Linked DNA regions of Triticum aestivum: region 2 is linked to region 1. Evidence: chromatin contacts called from public Hi-C data. All regions are on one chromosome and are shown on one strand. Each heading gives the region's core, a stretch centred on a gene start, on an enhancer-like site or on the middle of the called end of the contact. The rest is flanking DNA. Distances are from core to core; before and after follow the strand shown. Region 1 holds the start of LOC123065153 (GDSL esterase/lipase At5g45910-like). Region 2 holds the start of LOC123069220 (signaling peptide TAXIMIN 1).

What was found. A called contact is a pair of places that touch in the nucleus more often than the background predicts.
Region 2: a contact with region 1 is called in a Hi-C map of leaf, with 4 times the contacts expected there. The contact joins the promoter of LOC123069220 here to the promoter of LOC123065153 in region 1. A contact is called at or near these places in 1 of 5 Hi-C or Micro-C datasets (leaf) and 1 of 1 datasets of contacts at active chromatin or transcription factors (leaf).

The regions. Positions count from the first base shown.
Region 1 is chr3B:173,196,810-173,200,290 of IWGSC CS RefSeq v2.1, forward strand. LOC123065153 (GDSL esterase/lipase At5g45910-like) reads right to left here and starts at 1,986. Exons shown (of 5, transcript XM_044488507.1): 1 at 1,669-1,986; 2 at 1,339-1,554; 3 at 1,108-1,256; 4 at 763-1,014; 5 at 1-133. The coding sequence starts at 1,906. The coding sequence ends at 116.
Region 2 is chr3B:173,364,450-173,367,930 of IWGSC CS RefSeq v2.1, forward strand. LOC123069220 (signaling peptide TAXIMIN 1) reads right to left here and starts at 1,894. Exons shown (of 2, transcript XM_044492012.1): 1 at 1,595-1,894; 2 at 1,068-1,504. The coding sequence starts at 1,728. The coding sequence ends at 1,381. It overlaps LOC123069219, which reads right to left. Exons shown (of 7, transcript XR_006432356.1): 7 at 2,491-2,807.

The sequences.
Region 1 (3,481 bases), core at 736-3,235:
GTACATGTAGCATTGCTGTTCTGAGGGTCCTTGCAGGCGCTTGAGCCAGACATGCCACACCTCGCTTTGTTATTGTAGTTGTAGGACCCTTGGCCGCTCGCGCCACAACAAACAGTCAGGCCGTATTCCAGTCCTGAAGAACATAAAGTAATGTCAGTAATAAATACCGCCGGTTAAGAAGATTGGTGGCATTCTAATTCATGGATGCATGAAATTAGCAGTAGGTCTGATGGTTAAGAAATGTCCAAAGTTAGCCACTAGACACGCCACTGCTCCTCGTGCTGGGTTATCGGCTAGTCGTGAAGAAGAAGGAGAACGTTACTAAAAGATGCAGTTGCCGACGCAAAGAAGAATTTTGCTTTAGATAACCTTGGACCGACAAATCTGGATAACCCTTTTCTCCTTGCAAGACTTTTTTTCTGGATAAAATCTGAAACCGTCACTGGAGCCGCTTGCAGCACTGCTGAGCGCACAGGGGAAAAAAGTCGAGCAGGATACACACGTACAGTTGGCCATATCCGTCCCGTGAGCATCGCCCCGGCTCGCAAAGCCGGACACCTGCATGCACTGACGTGTGTGCGTGTCGATCCACTCGCAGGAGGCGGTGCATGCTTAACTTGTTGATGTTGCTAATTAGAGATGTTTGCTAACACGAGAAACACATGTGCTAATCAACCGAAAGAGGCACATGGAGAAGCGCGCGACGGCGCGTGATCGCATGCACGCACGCACGGACGTACCGAAGCTCCGGGGAGAACGCACCATCTCGGTGACCTGGGTGTAGAAGTCGCCGTACATGAGCCTCACGCCGGCGTACTTGCTCTGGAGGCTGCAAATTCCCTGCTTGAGCAGCTGGTTGTGGTAGCGGGACAGGTCGTTGAAGCGCTCAAGGCAGCCGTCCCCGTCGTAGTCGCTCTGGTTGGAGCTCCCGTACAGGGTCAGGTACAGCGGGAAGCACCCGATCGGCAGCACGCCCGGCACCACCACGTCCACCGCGCCCAGCCCGATCAGCGTCTGCGTTGATACGATCATATCATATGGACGGTATCTAGATGAGCTAGACGCTCTAATTTTTTTTTTCAGGAGGTATATCTGGAAGATGTGTACCTCTACGCCGCTTGTGATCTTGTTGACGATGTGTGGCACGTAGGTGTACACCTCGTCGAGGCTCTTGCCGCCGAAGATCGGCGCGTTGTAGTCGTTGCCCCCGAACTCGCCCAAGATGAACAGGGAGTTGCTCAGGTGGCTCCTGCAATCTACAGGCAGATGGACACGTCGCATTTAGGCACATTCCTCACAAAATTCAGTCGAAGGCCCGCAGCATATATATACACTCACCGCTGGCGCCGCCGCAGATGGAAGGCATGAGCTGCTGGAACCACTGGATTTGCGTGTCCAGAGGCCCGTTGTTCCAGATGCTGCTGCCCAGGCCGCGAGACTGGAAGAAGTCCAGGTTCATGGCGGTGGCGCCGATGATGGCCATGTTTGCGCCTTTCCTGAAGTCGGTGCCGTTCCTCTTGGACGGCGGAAGCAGTGGCAGACCGAAGAACTGAGCTGCACGCGCAGCACCAAAGGTCAGAGGCCATAACCATGATCTACCTGGCATGCCGATGCTTCTACTTCGAGTGAGATGGTGGCACGCAAAACAGATCGAATGGATGAATGTACCGAGGAAGTCGACGACGACGCGGCCGTCGGAGCAGCGTCCGGTCGGGCGGCCGAAGTAGCTGGTTCCGTACGGCGGCTGGCCCATGGTGAGCCACGACGGGCAGCCGCCCGTGCAGAGATTGCCGGTGTCGGAGATGGAGTCGCCGAAGTTGTATATCGCATCGTAGCTCTGCCACGACGTCCCGCAGCGGGAGACGCTCAAGAGGAAGAGGAGGGACACCACTGCCTTGGTCAACATTGCTATTTGCTAACTTACAAGATACAGCGGCAAGAACGTTTGCAATTTTATGCCTGTTCGATCGGCGGGCCGCGCCAGAGTTGAAGATGACCCGGTGGCATGGCAACAAGCCTTCCAAGCGATTATAGGCTCCTAAGTGCGTCACTGCGGACTTGCAAGTGTACGTACGTGTCGCCGACTCTCCATTAGTCGGTGCACGTAGAATACAATACAACGGTGCGATAATTAGAAAGGGGCTGCTACTTTTGGAATTTTTCCATTTAAAAGAGTTTTTTAGGGTACATGGACCATCAAATTTAAGATGTAATATTAAGTTGGTCCAATGGTTAATCTCTACTCCTAATGGAGCAGTTGGTGAATAGTCTTCACGGTTTATTTTCGCTATTTTTTTCCGTCTCTCCTCCCATCACCCCTCCCATCCTGGTCAATCGGTTTATTTTTCTCTCCACTCTTTATTACAACCAGGACTTTCCTAAGGTATAACAAGTCACGGATCTAACTTCCTTAAATTATTCGTATCAATCGATTCCTTTTATTGATTCAATTTGTCTTAGGAAACAAATAACAAATTTTTAAGAAACAAGTAATAGATTTGAATTTAACTTTCCTAACTTATCTAAATCAATCGATTTCTCTCATTAGTGAAATTTGTTTTAGGAAACAAACAACAGACACATCACAAACTTTCCTCCCAATAAATAGTTTCTTAACATTTGCAAACTTTCCTAACCAGACACGTCACAAACGGGCAGATACCGATATCATGTTACCAAACAATAAAACCCCATTTGCATAGAAATCAGTTCAGAATTCTAACTTTTCTAAATTCTTACCTTTCCTTGATAACATCCAATAGTTCCTATGTTTTCCACCTATTGAAGAAAATCACCCCTCCATCGATATTAGCATTTTTTGGAATGAGATCTCCGGGTTATGATTTTTTTGTGATTCTTTCCAATTGTGACCTCTCCTTCCGCTCCGGCTCCTTCTCGCATAATCACCTCCACCACAGCCAGCTGACGCCATCCTAGATCTCTTGCCTCTCCACACCTTCTCCGCGACCTCCTCCTTGTACTCCACTGACAATCCCTCCGCCACGTTTGTCCACGGCGGTGTCGAGGGCATGGCGCAACAGTGTACCAGTGGTAGAGCAGCGCATATCAGCAGGAAAAAGCACGCAGCAGGCGAGGCGAGCGGCCGACGGTGGAGGGCAGAGATGCAGCCGGCATGGCTGAAGGGGCGGCCGACAGAAGATGGCTGCGACAGGAGGCGGCGCAAGGCAGGGGCGCGACAGCGGGGCGAGCGAAGGGATAGGCGGCATCAGAGGGGCGAGCGCAGCCAGTGAGAGTGTGACGCGCAGCCAGGGTGTGCATCACGCGGGGCACAGTGGTGCGGTGGCTGTGGCGAGCGTGATGGCAACGGCGGGCGCGACGGACGCGGTGTGGCATGTGCGTGGGCATGGAGAGCCAGAGAGGGAGTGGCCCCGCAGGCGTGGAAGAAGAGCTGAAGGCTCGGGCATGGGCGCACATAGGAGCGGCATGTGCCACGGGGTCAATACGAGGAGCTCAGTGGCTA
Region 2 (3,481 bases), core at 644-3,143, 170 kb after region 1:
CCCCTCTACAAAAAAAACCATCCCCCCTTCCCACACGCACAAAGAAAACCCACCTTCCTTGCCTCATGCAAGAAAAAAAGACACCATATGCCCCTGTCTTTTTCTTCTTCGCGGCCCCCTCGACGAGAGCCGACGCCGCGGCCGTAGGTTTCCTAGCTCTGTTGCCATCGGCGGGAGCGGCGGGAGGGCAGCCGACAGTCGTCGAAGAGGCAGTGGCCACCACGGCGGACTTGGTCGCGGTTGGAGCAGATGCTTCTGACCAGTGAAGATTCCCCAACCTCTTTTCGGTGCGGGCAACAGCGCAGGGTTGGTTACCGGCGGGGACAAGCTGGCGGCAGTGGCCAGCGGGGTGGCGAAAGGGTCTTGGCAACCCATTTCGGCGACGGGACAGTCATTAGTGGCGACGGTGGCGCGTGGGGCAATGACGGCGGGAAGGAAGCAGCAGCGAATGCGGGAGAAAGAGGCGGGCCAGTTTTTACTCGGCAGCGCGGGCATCGGGTATATTTAGACTCCAGCTAAGTGCGGAGTGAAATTTTATTTCTCTGTAGACCTTTAGGGATCAGAGACCTTTAGGGGATCGACTAGAGTTGCTCTTGGGATCGACTAGAGTTGCTCTAAAAGAGCAGGATTGGGGGCCGGATTTGCGATGTCCGGTTGTAGATACTCTTAAGTAGTCCTGGCCATCTGAGGCACGGCCCTGTCGGCCCACCCAGGCCCTGCCCTAAAATCCAGGGCCTAGGCCCGATGGGCTTGCCCGTGGGCCGGGCTTGGGTCTGAGTTTTGAGCCACAAGCAGGGCCTGGACGGGCTTGGGCTTGGCATATTAGCATTTTAAGGAAGAGGCCCGGGCCACTACCCTAAGCCCTAATGGCTTTTTAGGGCTTATTACCAGATGGGCCAGGCTTGGGCTTGAAAAGTAGGCCCGATGGTAGGGCCTGGGAGGGCCTGGGCCTCATTTTTTTGCTGTGGGCTTTTTTAGGCCTGGCCCAAGCCCGGCCCGGCCCGGCCCATGGCCAGATATACTCTTAAGGCAGAAAAGCCCAGTGATCAACATCAAGAGAGCACACGGTAGACATCGTGTCCATAGCAATCGCCGACAAATAACAGCCGAAGAATCTGGCGGAAACAGAACTACAGGCAGTCGCTAACAGTCACGAGAAGTAAAGTCACAATCATCAAACATCGCGGAAGGGATCACAGGAACGATCGAACCAAGGGGGGAAGCTAGCAGGAATCATCAGCCATGGTACGAAATATACGCCGATCAATCTGCGAACATATGTTTCGAGGTGAAAAAAACAACAAGAATCTGCGGACATGTGCAAGGCCGACTAAGCCATGAGCGAGGGGGGCGAGCGAGCGGTCCCTGATCAGCGAGGAATCAGCAGGGTATCTTGGAGGTGAACCACGTCATGACGTGGAGCGGCGCCTTGACGAGCTCCACCGCCGCCTCCAGCAGCAGCGTCACGCACAGGCAGCACGGGCAGATGCACGAGATGGGCAGCCTGTGTTACAGCACGCACCAAACATCAGACCAACAGCCAGGTTGGCGGTGGCAAATCGCGCGGAACGAGGAGGAGGAGGAGGAAACGTACCCGATGATCCAGATGATGGCGCCGACGATGGAGACGAGGACGGCGAGGAGCGCGAAGGGCAGGCCGAGCAGGAACCCGAGCGGCCGACAGCCGTGCTCGTGCTCGCGGTCGCCGCCGCCGCAACAGCAGCACATCTTCCCCTGATCCTCTTCCCTTTTCACTTTCCCTTTCCCCGGCGCGCGTACGAGGCAGGCGAAGCGAGGCTGGTCAGATCGGCGCCGGCGGCTGTCACGCGTCGGGGTGGTTAGGCGTGGGGAACACAGTACGAGTAGCTATATAGCGTCAGGGAGGAGAGGAGACGGGCCGGCTCTGCGGTCGCTTTCCGGCGCGGCGAGTTTTGATTTATCCGCGTGCGGCAAGGTCGGCAATAATGCGCCGCAGTGGGCAGGCGGCAGCGAGGAAATCCGGCAAGGGCGATCCCGGGCCGTCGGTAGGCGAACGGACGACCGAGATGGCCACGGAAGCTGCCCGGAAGGACCCTTGGGCAGCTGCAACGGCCCGGTGACGCGATGCGTTGGTGCGACGTCAGTGTTTGACCACTGAGGCGGCTCTATTTTGGGGGATAACGTGACGACGCCGGCGACCGGAGACGCGTGCCGGCGCGCGACCGGGTGGGTTTAGTCTGGGGGCATTGGACTAATCACAGTATGACACGGCGGGCGGGGTTGGAAGAACGGGCGGCGACCGATCGCCCGTGGCGGTTGCGCCACCGGCTCCCACGTGCCCGTTTGGTCTCTCCAGCCGTCAGCCGGTACACACGGCCGCTGGCCAGTTCATCCCAACTCAATAATTCCGCTTCCTTTCCAGACAGATACTACTCAACAAACTCAAATGCTCCCTGACAACATCGGAACACTACAAAATGGCAGAGGAAAGCTCAGTGAGACGGGATTTCAGGACTGTAAAGCTTGAACTTTCAGGGTGACAAGGGATCAGATCGGATCGACAATATCCTATATATTGATTTAATAGCATCGTGGTCAACTGTAACACATATCCGCTGATACATCACAGAATGTGAAACTTTTGGCCTTCCACTGAACTGTAGCTGACATGAACTGGTTACACTTTGTCCATTGTTCTTCGGCTCTTGCAGCTCAGGCCAACAACACCTCGCCTCCCAGCAGCAAATTATGCCTCAAGCAGGTAAGAGTCTTGATGACTACTGTACAGGTCACGGACCGTGCAAATTTGAGGCGTTTGCGCATCTGTCCTGATCATTCACCAAAGTAAATACACAACTGAATCATCATTTTTCCGAACTGAAGACAGAAATTGGTGTTTAGCAGCACAAGTCTACGATGATTTGTTCAATTGTGTATCGTGTCATCAACTCATTGGAGAAACATATGTGTACGTGACACGGAAACAACAAAACTGGATTTGCTTTAAGGGGCAATATTGCTCGGTATCATTACAAAGATCACGGAAGAGAATATCATCCATGGTGTCACTAGCATGTGGCCTCAGGCCCCACATGACGTCCTTACATTGGATGGTATTGAGCTAATGCTTTCTATTTTTACCACGAAAACATTAGGAGAGTTTCCTACTGCAAATGCTTTCTTACTTTAGTGAAGACTCAAACCTATATTGAGAAAAAACATAAGAAAAAATTACTACATGAGGTCTGCATGTTGCGTGTTGTGGAATGCGTATATACATAAAAAAGAATATACAAGTACATTTTGTCCTTGACGTTTGACCAGGTGTATATTAGACTAATTTTTTCAGGATCGCTATTCTGGCAAAGGGGATGAAAGTGGCTCAATCAATACATCCGTCCATTTCATTCAATTGGTAGTATACTTCCTGCTAATTGCTGTCCATAGTCCTTGTATTAGTTGTGACTTGTGAAGCAAAATAACTAGGATGGGGCAGGGGATA